Linked DNA regions of Pan troglodytes: region 1 is linked to region 2. Evidence: chromatin contacts called from public Hi-C data. All regions are on one chromosome and are shown on one strand. Each heading gives the region's core, a stretch centred on a gene start, on an enhancer-like site or on the middle of the called end of the contact. The rest is flanking DNA. Distances are from core to core; before and after follow the strand shown.

The links. Hi-C and Micro-C count contacts between places; a contact is called where the count stands out from the background.
Region 1: a Hi-C map of induced pluripotent stem cells shows a contact between it and region 2, with 2.6 times the contacts expected there. The contact joins two enhancer-like sites. A contact is called at or near these places in 3 of 7 Hi-C or Micro-C datasets (induced pluripotent stem cells and stem cell-derived neural progenitor cells).

The regions. Positions count from the first base shown.
Region 1 is chr19:70,523,907-70,531,369 of NHGRI_mPanTro3-v2.0_pri, reverse strand. The region is part of intron 6 of MSI2 (musashi RNA binding protein 2); the gene reads right to left. Among named protein-coding and RNA genes, the nearest start is that of MSI2, 150 kb to the right of the region's middle. Within about 2 kb of position 1,834, at least 12 of the 24 cell types and tissues checked have an H3K27ac peak or open chromatin away from gene starts, as enhancers often do. A contact at or near this core is called in induced pluripotent stem cells, where this site is marked.
Region 2 is chr19:70,255,417-70,262,964 of NHGRI_mPanTro3-v2.0_pri, reverse strand. No RefSeq gene overlaps it. Among named protein-coding and RNA genes, the nearest start is that of AKAP1, 43 kb to the right of the region's middle. Within about 2 kb of position 5,349, at least 3 of the 24 cell types and tissues checked have an H3K27ac peak or open chromatin away from gene starts, as enhancers often do. A contact at or near this core is called in induced pluripotent stem cells, where this site is marked.

The sequences.
Region 1 (7,463 bases), core at 585-3,084, 270 kb before region 2:
CTTTCACAAATTACATCTTCTATAACAGACCACCTAAAAACGACTTCCTGTAAACAAACCACTCTGCTGGGTTTTCTTTTCTTTTTTTTTTAATTTAATTAAATCCTTATTTTGCTCTTTAACTACAAGAAGCTCACTTTTCACTACATTGGGGCAGAATTTTTTTTTTCAAGAGACACAGAAATAATCCCCAAATAGAAGCCCAGAGGGGTGCACAGACAGACAGACTGTGGGTCTGTCTGACCTGCCTTCAGCAGCCACTTGCTCATCTAACACTTGCCGGCCTGTGCTCACGCAAGGCCCCGTGCTGGCTGTTTACCCAGCAGCTGGATTAAATGAAGAAGGCAGAATGTAAACAGGTATGAAGTTAGTGTTCTGGAGCACGCAGGAAGGAGTATTTAAATCTCCTTGGAGGTGGTCAAGGAAGATGTTGACCCTTTTAGAGTGTCAAGCCAAGTGTCTTGACTTCTCCAAACTCCGCTTGAAGGTGACCAATTCATTCTAGTTTGCAAGGCCCAAGTTCCTAGAAACCCCCTTAGTCACAGGCAAACCCAGACAACCAGTCACCCCACCTGCATCCTGCCCAGGTCTTCTCCCTACGAGGAGGAATCATCATAATATTAAGTTGGCCTGTTGTGCACTGGCTCCCATACTCCCCCCCACCTTTTTTTTTTTTTTTTTTGGAGACAGAGTGTCACGCTGTCACCCGGGCTGGAGTGCAGTGGCACGATCTCGGCTCACTGCAACCTCCACCTCCTGGGTTCAAGAGATTCTCCTGCCTCAGCCTCCCGAGTAGCTGGGATTACAGGTGCCCGCCACCACGCTCAGTTAATTTTTTGTATTTTTAGTAGAGACGGGGTTTCACCATGTTGGCCAGGCTGGTCTCGAACTCCTGACCTCATGATTCGCCCGCCTTGGCCTCCCAAAGTGCTGGGATTACAGGCGTGAGCCACCGTGCCTGTACCCCACACTCTTTCATCTGTCTCCCACACACTACTTGTACCAAGTAATCATCAACATTTCATGGTAACAGCCCCTCCATCAGATTCTTCCTTCCTGGAAACATCAATGGTCACACAAACGTCCCACAAAGAAGAAAGGCCCATCACCTAGGCTGCAGAAGGTATGTGGCCTTGTGGCAAATCAAATCCCACTTTGCCAGTAACTCGACTTAGGAAGACAACACAAAATGGAGGAAGAAATGGAAGCAGCATATACAAATTCAATCTATTCCATCTCCTATTTATTTTCTGCAAAGTTTTCCTGGTCCTTATTAATGCCAGCTTTCCCTCCGCCATTTAATCTCTGCTTCCATTTCATTCTTAGAGGCCTGTGATTATTCTAATTCAGCATTTGGATGACTTCATTTCCACTCAAGTACACCCAGGTCAACTTGGATAGAAAAGAAAGAGGAGGAGAAGAAAAATAATCAGCTAAAAGCTATTAAATATCAGCCGTGTGCCTCATGATTGGTTTTAAAGGCAGTGGTGAGGTTAGCAACAGTCAGAAACTCAACCCTTTTGCCTCTTCCTGCATATTAACATTTTTTTCTGGGGCTCTCACTAATATGGCTTCGAATGTAAATAAAGTACAGATTGGCAGCCCACTTTTAGCTAATTCACAAATACCAAGTCTGAATATACGGAGCTGTAAAAATTTAGAGGGTGGTAACTTGACAAATCTGGCCGGTCTACAGAGAGACTATTTCTAAGAGGACAAAAGAAGGAAATAAAGAAAGAAAATGGAAGAAAAAGAAAAGCATACAGGACCTGTGTAAGGGGGTATCCTACTGAGGTGGGGGGCGGGTGGGAATCTCCATATCAATGTTCACTCCACCGAACAACAGAGTTCGATTTCAATGCCAAGTCTAAATGAACTGCGCTTTCTCCTCCATAAGAACCACCCCTTGCACCCACTGGCACAAGCTTGAACCATGATTTCTGGTACACTTTCAGTTCCCACTGAACTACATCTAGGGAGAAAAAGGCTTTATTTTCTCATACTAACAACTCCATTGTAAGTGACGTCTTCAGAGGGCCCAGGAGGACTCTGGGAAGGTGAGCTGGTGGAAGTACTTCATACCGGCCCCCCGCCCCTACCCACCCAGGGCTCATTAACTCCTTTGTGCCCAAGGGCTCCCCTACCGCTGGCTCTCCTCTCCTTGCCGCAGCAGAAAAAGTAAATACAGCTAAATCATACCAGGAAATGCGGTCAAACAGCAAAGCTGAAGTTTGAGCCTTGTTCTTCTATTCAGCCTTGTTCCTCTACCTACTATGCAAATGCACATGGCATTTGATTAGCATAATCTCAAAGTTTTCCCAGCTTGCTACCCAGAAGGCATCCTAGTTTTCTATTTGTATATTTTAAAACACTGTTAACGAGCAATAATAATGTCTGATGCCTTTGCCTAACAACAGCTGGCTATATTTTATATACTAAGAGGGAAATGGGAAGTTTTCCTAGAAACCCACTATTTCAGAATCTCCTTTTTGAAGCAAAAATACGAAAATTTAAGAGAAGTAACGTTAGGGTGCTCAATCTTTAGAACTCGACAACCTTACTGGCTTCAGCCGAAATCAGTCTACGGAGGAAAAGTTCACCAGGAAAACACAAAGTTGTTTAGCAGGAGGGTTTACCTGCAAAGCCCCAGGATCATATTACTCGTGGGTAAGGTTTGTTTGCCTCTGCCACCTGGCCTAGAAGGTGGAGGAGGCAGAGGAAGCAGGATTCTCCTGTCTACTCACTGTGCTGTTTCCCACTGAGCAGCTCGGCCAGGGGTCAGGGGGCAAATAAAGTCCCCTCCCCTTATGACACACTTCCAGAGGGAGATGCTGACACAAACCAGGCAGAAGATTAATAAAACATGGGGACAGTGTTGGCTTTGTTCTGGGCTATTAGAGGAAGAAAATTTAAACACAAAAGTAGCCTTCAGCCAGGGAAGAGCGTGCGCATGGTCCTTCCTGGTCCAGCCTACAATTGTCGTTGAAGAAGGTCTGAAGGGCAACACCCAGGCTCTCCAGAAAAAGGTGGAGCAGAGGACAGGGTGAGGCCCGGGAGGCTGACCACTCCCCGGGCAACCCACCTACATGAACCACTTCAGAGGACAAAGCCTCACGGGAGCTCAGATGTCCACAAAGGACACACAAGACTTTTGTTTTCCAAGCCTCCTCTGAGAGAACCACACGGCACAGAGCTCTGTTTATCTACGACACACATTTAAAGCAAGAAAACACTACCTGAGGATCACAGTCCACTCTCAGGCTTATTTATCTTCTCACAGATCTCATGCCTTTTAAATTTCAACGGGCTTTATGAGACTTTTATTCCAGGTATGACTCTCCTCACACATACAGTATCAAAAGGGGTGTCTGAGTGGGGGCCATGAATGCAGCTTCGCACCTCCACAGAAAACCCCGGAGCTGGGAGATCGCAGGCACCCAGCGCTTCCTCGGGCCTCACTCACCCACAATCGCCCACGCTGGCTGGATAAATGGGAAGGTCTCATTACATTAAAAAAAAATTCACTCTTGTTTTCTTTTTTTCTTCCCCTAAAAAGCTTTCACACACCATTCTCCAGAGCTCAAGTTAACTTTTATGGGCCCCCACACAACCCCAATCCGACACAAAGGGCTCCAAGGACCCTTTCACCTGGTTTCCACAGCGATCTCCCACTTTGACGAGACCTCAAGAGCTGTAACTTTCCACGCCGGTTCCTGGAAGGCCTTTTCTTCCCGGCCACCACAGTGAGGGGCTGGCACAGGAAGGGGTTAAAGCCCTCATGTCAAACCACAAACTCAGGCACTGGCCCAGAAGGGACATGGGAACCAGAGCAGCCCGTGATAAAGGCCGGATTGTAGCAGCCCACTGAATTGGAAATGACTTGTAGGCCTAATGAAACAGAACTTTGGCAGTAACACAGAATGAAAGGAATGAGACAATAAAAGGCAGGAACAAAGGGTGCAGAGTCGTTTCAGCTTAGCAAAATAAGCTCACTTTGTTGTTGGGGAAAGCCAAAGCCGATTAGGATAAACCAATGACTAAGCATAAGTCTTCCAAACTAATTACACAGTTCACCATGTGAAGTATAATTGGAAGCCTCCAAATGCGGGCTGCTTTGCTTTCACAGGAGTTCTAGAAAGCGAGAATTACCTAGCGAGCTCGGCACTGAGCTGCCCTATCATTGCCGGGAACAGCTGAAAGGTGCGGAACCGCTCCATCCGGGACGAAGCCGAGAATTCATTAAGTTTAAAGGCCTCTTTTTGATCTCCAAAATCCTATAAGTGAGAATTTAAGAAACCGGTACTTGAAGGAGGGGCCTGAAGGGGAGAAGGAGGAAGCCCGTGTGTGTGGAGTTTCTTTGATCCAGTGCATTTTAATTACCAGGCTGGGCTCTTCCGGGTGGCTCTGCCGGGAGAACAGTGCAGAACAGGCCGCCTCGTCGCCAGGGTCTACACGGGCATATCTGGAGCATCATTTACCTGCCATTTTTTGGAATGGCCTATATACATCATTCCTGTGTGTATGGAATCAGGAACACAGATAACGTCCACTAAGAAACCCAGGGCAGTAAAACAAATTACTGTATATCAACGTTTTTGACAAATGAACAAAACCTGCTCCTTCTGAGAAAGATGCTGCTTGGTGGTAAAGTGGGAGGTGGGGCTTTATAAACAGTAAAAAGAGGCGAAGGGTAGGTTGTGCACAAACAAGTGACTATCCAGGCTCTCCTCAGCATGGGCTGAGTGATCTTGGAGAACTTCCTCACCTTTCTCAACGTCAGCCTCACCACCTACATAATAGATCTGCCAACCATCTCACTTGACACCCTTGAGAAGCACATTGTAAAATGCATTAGAAAGCTTAGCACCAGTAACTCCAATTCAGAAACAGCGCACCGTAAAAGGATCTTCATAGTAAAACCTGGACCTCAAAAATTCCGAGTTTCATTAATTACATCTAGCTGGTGAAATAGGGAGATGGAAATACTATAACAGTTTTTCTGGCTCTTACTCATAGGATGAAGTTCCAGTTTATAAATAGTGGCTTTTTCCAAATAAAGAATCCCTTCACTGTCCCTGCGTCATGAAGTCCCAAAATAAACTCTAACATGGTTTAGACTGCTGATTATATACCATGCTTATTACTACTGACAACGTATTATTTTGGTTATAGCCTGTAGATACCTTAGATTATAATCTATCCATCCTATTAATGTTTGAATACTTTCTACATTACTGACTTTTCAAACTTAAAACTAACCTTAGGAATAATTCAGTCCAGGGGTCAGCAAACTATGGTCCACAGACCAAATCTGGTTCATCACCTGTTTTTGTAAATAAAGTTTTATTGGCACACAACTACATGCATCTGTTTACCTGCTGGTGATGGCTGCTTTCATCCTGCAAGAGCAGACGTGAGTAGCTGCAACAAGGACTACATGGATTGCAAAGCTGCAAATATTTAATATCTGGCCCTTTTTAAGTTTTCCAACCCCTTCCCTGAGAAGAGAAGCCGAGGCCAGCAAAGGAACAACCCGTCAGGCTGTCCCAGGGAGGTCAGTCCACTGTTAGGCCCAGCATGAAGCCCTGGAGTATCTGCTGCCTTACCCTTCTCCAAGGACAGACAACCCCGGAACAGCTACCCAGGGGTGGGAATGCCATCCTCACCCCTGGGTAGCTCATGGTGACGTGTGGATTCTGCCAACCTGTTAGCTGTTAACCTCAGTTGGCAGAGTCCTTATGCCAGTGGCCACGCTTCGTGACCGATCTTAAATATAAACAAGTAACAACATCTTTAACCTTGGGGAGAGGGGGTGTATTTTCTGGGAGGAAGGTGGAAGAAAAACACAAAAGGGTTTACAAGCCTCCAATTTAAGTTATTTAAAGCTCCCGGTGTGTCATTCTGTACCCACTCCACTTACAGTAATGACATATTTAAACTCCCTTAGCTCAGCCCCTTGATAGCAGTCTTACCCATCTTGATTGCCACCTGAAATAAACAGCTGGAGAAGCTGCCACCTCGGGCAGGATGGGATGAGGGAGAGGAGAGAGGAATGACGGCAAGGAGACCTAAAAAGAGAGTGGTACACCTTGCATGGAAGCTGTGAAAGGAAAGTTCTAGACTTGGAGGAAAAGGAAGTAGGGTGTGAATTCTGGCTCTTACACTGTCTTACCTGGGTGACCTCTGCTGACACTCAGCCTCCCTGGCCCTGACTGTCTATCTTTGCCAAATAGACTGGAAGATACCAATATCTGCTGCACAGGTAAAATGAGGTGATGAATGTCCAGGTCCCCAGCACTCCGGGGCACACTGAAGGGCACAATATCTTCCTGTCCTTTGCATCTTGCCCATCGTCAGTCCATCTTGGGGACTGATCAGCAGTTGGAACAGGGCGCAGAGTTCAGATGCTGTTATCAGACAAGCCTGGAGGGGGAGTCCACACCCAGCTCTACCTCCTGGAGGGCTGTGACCTTGAGTCCAAGAGACAATCCCACCAAGACCCCACTTAACAGTCTACAACATGGAGAATACCACTACCAGCCCCCCAGAGAAAAATTAAATGAGATAATGTGAGTAAATGGCCTGGCCTAGTATCCCACACTTTGCACTCGCATACACCTCATTAAATTGCAGTTGGTTAAAGAGAGTCAAAAACAATTTCACACAGTTAGAAATGTGTGTGCACAGGGGGTGTACACATGTGTGTGAATATACTTCATGCAAGTGTGTGTGTGTGTGTGTGTGCGCACATTCAGTTTCCTTCAACCAGAATATAAAGTACCGAAGGGGAGAGGCAGTCTGTCAATTTACCTGTTACCTCCTTTCACAACCACTGGATTTACTCATTGTAGTGCTCCCAAGGCCCAGCAGCAGAGTCTCCCTGACTTTGATCATTCTGGATTCAAATAAGTTATGCCAGAATCCTGAGAGGTGGTGAGTCCTGCCCAAGGGGACACACACAGTAACAAAAGCCACCAGCCAAATGAGAAATAAGCTATTCTGCAGACAGACACAAATAATGCACAGAACCTATGTATGAAAAAAAGCTACTAAAATATGAGCATTGAAGAGCATTATGGCTTTGATACATTCAAAAGCCTCTTTGGTCTTTTAATAAAACACTTGATAAGTCTGCACATCCTGCCAGAGTCCACAAACATTACTGCAAAATTAACTGGGCAGCTTCAGACCCGGCGAGTACCATGCCAGGGAAGATGGTTTGTGACTGCTTCTCAGACAAAAGGACAACTGTTCTAAGGGGCAGCAATGGTGGCCACTGTGGGCATGGCCAAAGCTTGCAGTGTGTCTTACTGGAGGCATACTGGGTCACAATGATAAGTGTTAATGAAAAACAACAGAGAGAGAAACAGAAATATAGAAAGGAAGAAAGAGAGAGAGAGAGACAGAAAGAAACCAAGGGTTGGGGACGTGCAGAGATGTGCTATGTGTTGGCAAGTAGAAGC
Region 2 (7,548 bases), core at 4,100-6,599:
AGAATCTTACAGCAGTCACTCGCTAGGTACTTGCCATATCCCACGGTATTAACTAGGATTCCTTTGGTTGCAAGTTTAAGCAAAAAAGGGAAGCTTGTTATAAGGATATTGGGTGTCTCCAGGAGCTCAAGGAGAGGCATGGGGCTGGGTCTCAAAATGGCTACAAATGCCTCTCTCTTATGCATCTCTGCCTTTCTCTGGTCCTTAGCTCCATTCTTCCCTCTTGCTCCAGATTATCATTCTCCATATGGAAGAAAACATGGCAGCCACCAGCTCCCAAGTTTTGCCTCTTACAGTTTCCACGAACTGACTTTGTACTTTCTCTGGTCCCAAGTACAAGGAATGGAATCCAAGTTCCCCGTGTGGCTCAAGGGTCAGGAGCAGGGTCACGAACCCAGAGCAGCTGCTGCAGGAAGCATTCGATGAACTGGGTGTGGGCAGGAACAGTTCCCAGACAGTGTGGGAGAATTTTGTGTGTCATCAGACAAAGCAACCCGAATGCTTTTTCTCTATACTCACTGTGTGGACTTGGAAAAGGCACTTAGCCTCCCTGGGCTTCAGCCTCCTTCAGTGTAAAATTGGGATAATGGTGTGCTCCATAAAGGCAGTAGTTTTTTATTGTTTTGTTCACTGATATATCCCCAGTGCCTAATCAATGCCTGGAACATGTTTATGTTTAATAGATATCTATTGAATAAATAAATGAATGAGCTGGGCACAGTGGCTCATGCCTATAATCCCAGCACCTGCTTGTTGGGAGGCCAAAACAGGAGGATCTCTTGAGCCCAGAAGTTCAAGACCAGCCTGGGCAACATAGCGAGACTCCATCTCTACAAAAAATTTAAAAATTAGCCAGGTGTAATGGCGCATGCCTGTGGTCCCAGCTACTCTGAAAGCTAAAGTGGGAGGATTGCTTGAACCTAGGAGGTTGCGGTTGTGGTGAGCCATGTTTGTGCCACTGAACTGCAGCCTGGGTGACAGAGACAGACTCTGTCTCAATAAATAAATAAATAAAATACATAAATGAATGGTAACTCTGTTATTAAGATGGTTGGGAGGATTAACTGAAATAACAAAAAGAGCTAACATTTAAAGAACACTTAGGTGCCAGGAGCTGTTCTAAGCATACAACATTAATATATAGAAGACACTTCGAACAGTGCCTGGTGCATGTGTGCCCACGTAAGAGAAAACTAGGGTTCAGGAAGCAAGTAACTCGCCCGAGGTCATTAGCTAGCAAGTGGCAGAAGCAGGATTCAAATCCAGGGCTTTCTGAAACCACTATGCTCCCTTCCCCCTTCACTGACATTCTCTAGTCCAATATTTTCCAACCCTGGGTTGTGACTGTGGGGTGGGGAGATGGGGGGGGGTGTGAATAAACATGGGGTATGGAGTATGAGTCCATATGTGTAAAAAGCATTGTGGATAAACTGAATAAATATGCTGATCACAGATACATGCACAGCCATTTCAAAATGTCTTACATGTTACAGTGTTTAATGAAATACAAATTAATAATGTAAATTATTACTGAATTCAGAGTCACCTAGGATCAGGTATTTTCTCAATCAGCAAATACTACAACTACATCTGCTATTATGGAGGAGGTTTGTGAAATTGTAATTAAAAAAAAAAAAACATTCAAAGGGCCAGGTGCAGTGGCTCACACCTGTAATCCCAGCACTTTTGGAGGCTGAGGCAGGTGGATCACCTGAGGTCAGGAGTACAAGACCAGCCTCACCAACATGGTGAAACCCAGTCTCTATTAAAAATACAAAAATTAGCTAGGCACGGTGGCACACGCCTGTAATCCCAGCTACTTGGGGGACTGAGGCAGGAGAATCACTTGAACCCAGGAGATGGAGGTTGCAGTGAGCCAAGATTGCACCATTGCACTCCAGCCAGAATGACGAGACCAAAACTCCGTCTCAAAAAAAAATACAAAAACAAAAACAAACAAAAACACTCAAATTATGAACCTCTGAGCTACGCCTACCTCCTCATGTCACAAATAAGGACAGTCAAAGTCACTCAAGGTCAAGAAGTGAGCGAGAGCAGACTCAGGGCAAGAACCCAGGTCCTGGGACCATCAAGGTTTCTAGAGTAGAAAGGGAAACTTCCTCCTTCCATTCTGACAGTACCAAGCACCAGTGAGGATGTTGAGCCACAGGAAGCCACTCTCTGCTTATGGAAGGAAAAAAAAATGGTGCTAACTAAATGACCCTCAAGAGAACAGATAGAATGAAGCATGCAATGGCTTTCTATCCGAGCATTTAGGAAAAATAGCCAGTGAAATCCATCCATAGGAATGAATCTCATGGTGGAAATATGACCACCATGGGCTTATCCTCTACTTGCGAACACTCAGTCCTTTATCCTCTCCAGGCCCCAGTTTTCTTTCTTTCTTTCTTTTCTTTTCTTTTTTTTTTTTTTTTTTTGAGACAGAGTCTTGCTCTGTTACCCAGGCTGGAGTGCAGTGGCATGATCTCGGCTCACTGCAACCTGTGCCTCCTGAGTTCAAGCAATTCTCTTGCCTCAGCCTCCCGAGTAGCTGGGATCACAGGCATGCGCCACCATGCCCGGCTAATTTTTGTATTTTTAGTAGAGATGGGGTTTTATCATTTTGGTCAGGCTGGTCTCGAACTCCTGACCTCAAGCAATCCACACCCCCCCCACCTCGGCCTCCCAAAGTGCTGGGATTACAGGCGTGAGCCACTGCACCTGGCCTCCAGGCCCCAGTTTTCTTATCTGTAAAATGGGAACTGAGGATGAGACCAGTGGTTTTCAGATTGTGTTTGCCAAAGTCCTAGCGATGCTTCACAGGGTCTGCAAATGTTTAATCTAATCATCTTTCAAAAATATTTAAAACTATTTTAAAACTAGAGGCAACAACGTGCATATTCTAATGTGCTTTGTTCAAAATGATAACCCCTTGCAGACCAGCGCTGCACTCATGTGGACTATCTGCTTTCCCCATTCTTCTAGAGAACTCGAAATGAGCCTCTCTCGCCTTCTCAGTTTAATTGGAGCATATCCTACGACCGCAAGGCGAGCAGCTGTCAAAATCTGTTGCCATTTTGGACTGCTTAGCTGGGAGAGTCAAGATTTTTTCAATATTGTATCACCAAAGCAAAACATGGCAATAATTTATATGTTGTGGAAGATGCTAATGGTCATCCATAACCGTAATTTCAAATTTGTATTTTTTGTTTGTTAAATCTATTTACTAATGCAATAAGAAATATTTTTTTTTCCCCTGACCAGGAAACAAACTTGGGCTGCACCGGTGAGAGAGGCACCACATCCTAACCACTAAACCTCCAGGGATGCAATATACATTTGTTAAATACACTTTCTCTTTAGGCCAGGCAAGGTAGCTCACACCTATAATCCCAGCACTTTTGGGAGGCTGAAGTGGGTAGATCACCTGAGGTCAGGAGTTCAAGACCAGCCTGGCCAACATGGTGAAACACCGTCTCTACTAAAAATACAAAAAAATTAGCCGGGCGTGGTGACACACATATATAATCCCAGCTACTTCGGAGGCTGAGGCAAGAGAATCACTTGAATCCGGGAGGCGGAGGTTGCAGTGAGCCAAGATTATGCCACTGCACTCCAGCCTGGGCGACACAGTGGGACTCTGTCTCAAAATAAATAAATAAATAAATAATAAACTTTCTTTTTGGGAATAATTTTATATTCACAGAAAACTTGTAAAGATAGCACCAACAGTTCCTAAATACCCCTCCCCCACTTTCACTTTTTCCTAATATTACCCACATCCATTACCATTTATCAAAACTAAGAAACCAACAGCGGTATGTCACTTTGAAGTGAACTCTAGATTTTATTCAGATTTCACTTGTTTTTCCACTGATGTCGTTTTTCTGTTCCAGGATCCAATCCGATGTATCACATTGCACGTAGTCAACTTTGTATTTTCATCAATCTCGATGTCCTTATTTAATAAGTAAATACTATAAATGTGTGCATGTAGTTTCATGCTAACAAAACATCAATGTTATATGTTTTGTATAATGAAAGTCCAGAAAGATTTCTTTGAGGAAAAAAAGAGGAGATCCACTGTACCTTTTTTTTTTAAGTTTGCAAACAACTAGAGGTGCTGTTCCTTAAGGCCTGGGGAGACTCTGACAGCCGTGTGATTCGGTGTCAGCACAGGATCAGGTTGCATCAGGACTTACTAAGTGAGCTAAATGTGCCCATCTCTCAGTATGGAAATTACACATCCTGTTCAGATTGAAATCACCCTTGGCTATTCATCCTGGAGGGATGGGGACTCTCTTTTCCAATAGAATGAACGTGAAACAAATGTCCATTTATCCACTCATTCTTTTGACAAGTATTTAAGCACCTACTATGTGCCAGGCCCTCTAGGGGTGGGGAATTGTGATGAACAAAGCAGACTACTTACTGCCCTCAGCTTACAGTCCAATGGGGGAGACAATGATAAACAAGAGAGAAGTAAACTATGCCGTGCAATGGTGACTCCTGCCAAAGAGAAAAGTCAGCCTGGGAAAGGGAAAATTAAAGGGTGGTGGGGTGAAATTTTACTTTATGTAATGTAATTTTAGAGTCAGGGTTTCACTCCGTCGCCCAGGCTGGAGTGCAGTGGTGTGATCATAGCTCACTGCAGCCTCGATCTCTGGGGCTCAAGCGATCCTCCCGACTCAACCACCATGCCCAGCTAATTTTTTTTTTTTTGGAGAGACAGGGGTCTTGCTATGTTGCCCAGGCTGGTCTTGAAGTCCTGGGCTCAAGTGATCCACTCACCTCAGCCTCCCAAAGCACTGGAATTACAGGCATGAGCCACCGTGCCCAGCTGAAATTTTAGGTATAAGGTGGCCACAGCAGGCTTCCTGGAGAAGGCGACTTTTGAGTAAAGGCCTGAAGGAAGTGAAGGAGTACTCACCTGAGGGAAAAGCATTCTGGGCAGAGGGAAGGGCACGTGCAAAAGTGCTGGGGCAGGAGTACACCTGTGTGCTTGAGGAACAGCAAAGGGCCAGTGTGGATGAAGGGGATTGAAGGAGAGGGAGAGACTAGTCAGGAGGCGGGGATGGAAACATGGGAGACTGCAGTGAGAAGAGCCTCCTTGAAACAGCTGGGAGGCTTGTGCGGCCCCAGCAGAGGCTGAGACTTTGCAGTGCTCGCTTCCAGGGGAGTGTGGCCATGTGTGCACGTGTGTACCCCTGGGGAGGCCCAGAATGTGCCCTGACCGAGTGGAGAGGCACAGCTGTATCTGCTTGGAGCGAGCTGAGAGCAGGGCTTGCCTGGGCTCCTGACCAGCTCCCTGAGGCACGGTGTGAGCCTGCCTCCTATGCCCACGCTGCCCTGTGAGGGGCCGATGGGGCAGAGCAGTGAGGAGCCTGGCCCAGAGCAGGAGACTGAGCAGCTTACCTGTGCTGGCAGCAGGTCCTGAACTTACTGGCCCAGGGAGAAATTAACTCTGCAGCTCTTGGAGCACTCCAGAAATGAGGAGAAACTCAGGAAAAGAGAGGAACTTCTTACAATTCATGATATGGGATGTGGGAGGCATTTTCATTTAAATGTTAAACCCAAATGTCCTTCAGCAGGTGGCTGGATTAACAAAGTGTGGTACAACCATTCAGTGGAACTCAGCAGTAAAAAGGAAAGAACTATTGATACGCAAAGCAAATGAATAAGTCTCAAAAAGTGATGCCGGGTGAAAGAAGCCAAGTAGAATCATACGCCTGATTCCATTTATTTAAAATTCCAGAAAATGCAAACGAATCTCCAGTGATGTAAAGCAGATTGTTGGTTGTCTGGGGGGGATGGGAGGGAGGGGCAGAAAGGACTACCTAGAAAAAAGTAAACTTGGGGGGTGATGGATATGTTCATTATCTTGATTGTGGTGATGAGTTCACGGATGTGTACATAGGTCAAAACTTATAAAGTTGTATGGCCGGGCGTGGTGTCTCACACCCGTAATTCCAGCATTTTGGGAGGCCAAGGCAGGTGGATAACTTGAGGTCAGGAGTTCAAGACCAGCCTAGCCAACATGGTGAAACCCCATCTCTACTAAAAATACAAAACATTAGCCGGGCATGGTGGCGGGCACCTGTAATCCCAGCTACTCTGGAGGCTGAGGCAGCAGAATCACTTGAACCCGGGAGGCAGAAGTCACAGTGAGCCGAGATTGCGCCACTGCACTCCACCCTAGGTGACACAGTGAGACTCTGTCTCAAAAAAAAAAAAAAACAACTTTTAAAGTTGCATACTTTAAAGACGTACAGTTTATTTTATTCTAATTATACATCAATAAAGTTAAAAAATGTAAATGGCCTATACACTTCAAATACAAGTTAGAGGCGGTCAGAATGGGGAAAGTAAAAGACGTGACTTTATTTTGTGTCCCAAGATATTATTTATATTACATATATTAAAAATATGATTATGTATTCTACATTTTATGTATATATATGATTACATACTAAAACGTATATTTATACGTGTATTTATATTAAATATATTTGATTTTCTCATTTATATTTTCATATGATTTCATAGATTTATAAATGTCTTATGTTGTGTGTTACATATAATTGCTTGTATGCATTTTTAGATTATGAAAATACTGGAGGGCTGTGTTTATATAGAGAATCCCAGATGTCAGCTGGGGTCTCCTGGCCCCATAAGGTGGGTAGCATTGATTAGACCGCCCATTTCTATTTCCACAGTCCAAAACTATCTCCAAAATTTCTCCAAATTCCAGAGAGCTGAGTTTCTAGACTTCCAGCCTCCCCCAAATTCTGCTCAGCCCTGGGTCTCCTGGCTGTGGCTTTATCTCCACTCTGGTTAAGCATTCATAAATGAGACATCTCTTCCTTTCCCTCCTCGTTTCCTGGCCCGACCCCACCTCACCCCCAGCCCCATCTCCAAGCACCTCAAATACAAGGCTGCTACCCGAAACCGAATCGGCACCACAGGGCAAACACCTTAAAAGGGCGCGTGGTATTCCTCAGGCCGCCCTGGCCGGGACTTCCTCCCCTGCGGCCACGCCACCCCAGCCTTCCCTCCCTCCCCATCTCCCCTTCCAGTCCCCACTCTCCTCTTTGTTCCTCCCTGTGGGATCAGGTTCTTCTCTGCCCCCAAATTCTTCCCTTTTCAGAGCAGCGCAATTCTGCTGGCCCAGAACCTCCTCCCAAACTCTCAGATGCTCGGCAGAACAGAAGGCCCACAGAGAGATAGCTGCAACTGCCAAGAGCTATTTTTTTCTGCCTCCCGCATCTGTAGGTTTGTGACTCTACGCGCCTTCGTAGCCACGTGCATCTGCACGCACGCTTACACGGGGAAGAAATACCCCAAGATGCTAACCCGAAAAGCAGAACCTGGGAATTGGCAGGCTACCCCTCTTGGGTTCCCTCCTCCCCTCCCCACGCCCACGTTCCGGGGCCCTCAGGACTCCTGCCTCGCCCCCTCACTCTCTGAAGTGTCTTTCCTTCCTGTCCCAAACTGTTGCTCTGCCTTCCCACTCTGCCTCAAAGGCCTGCCTTTCCTGAGCGAGTAGCA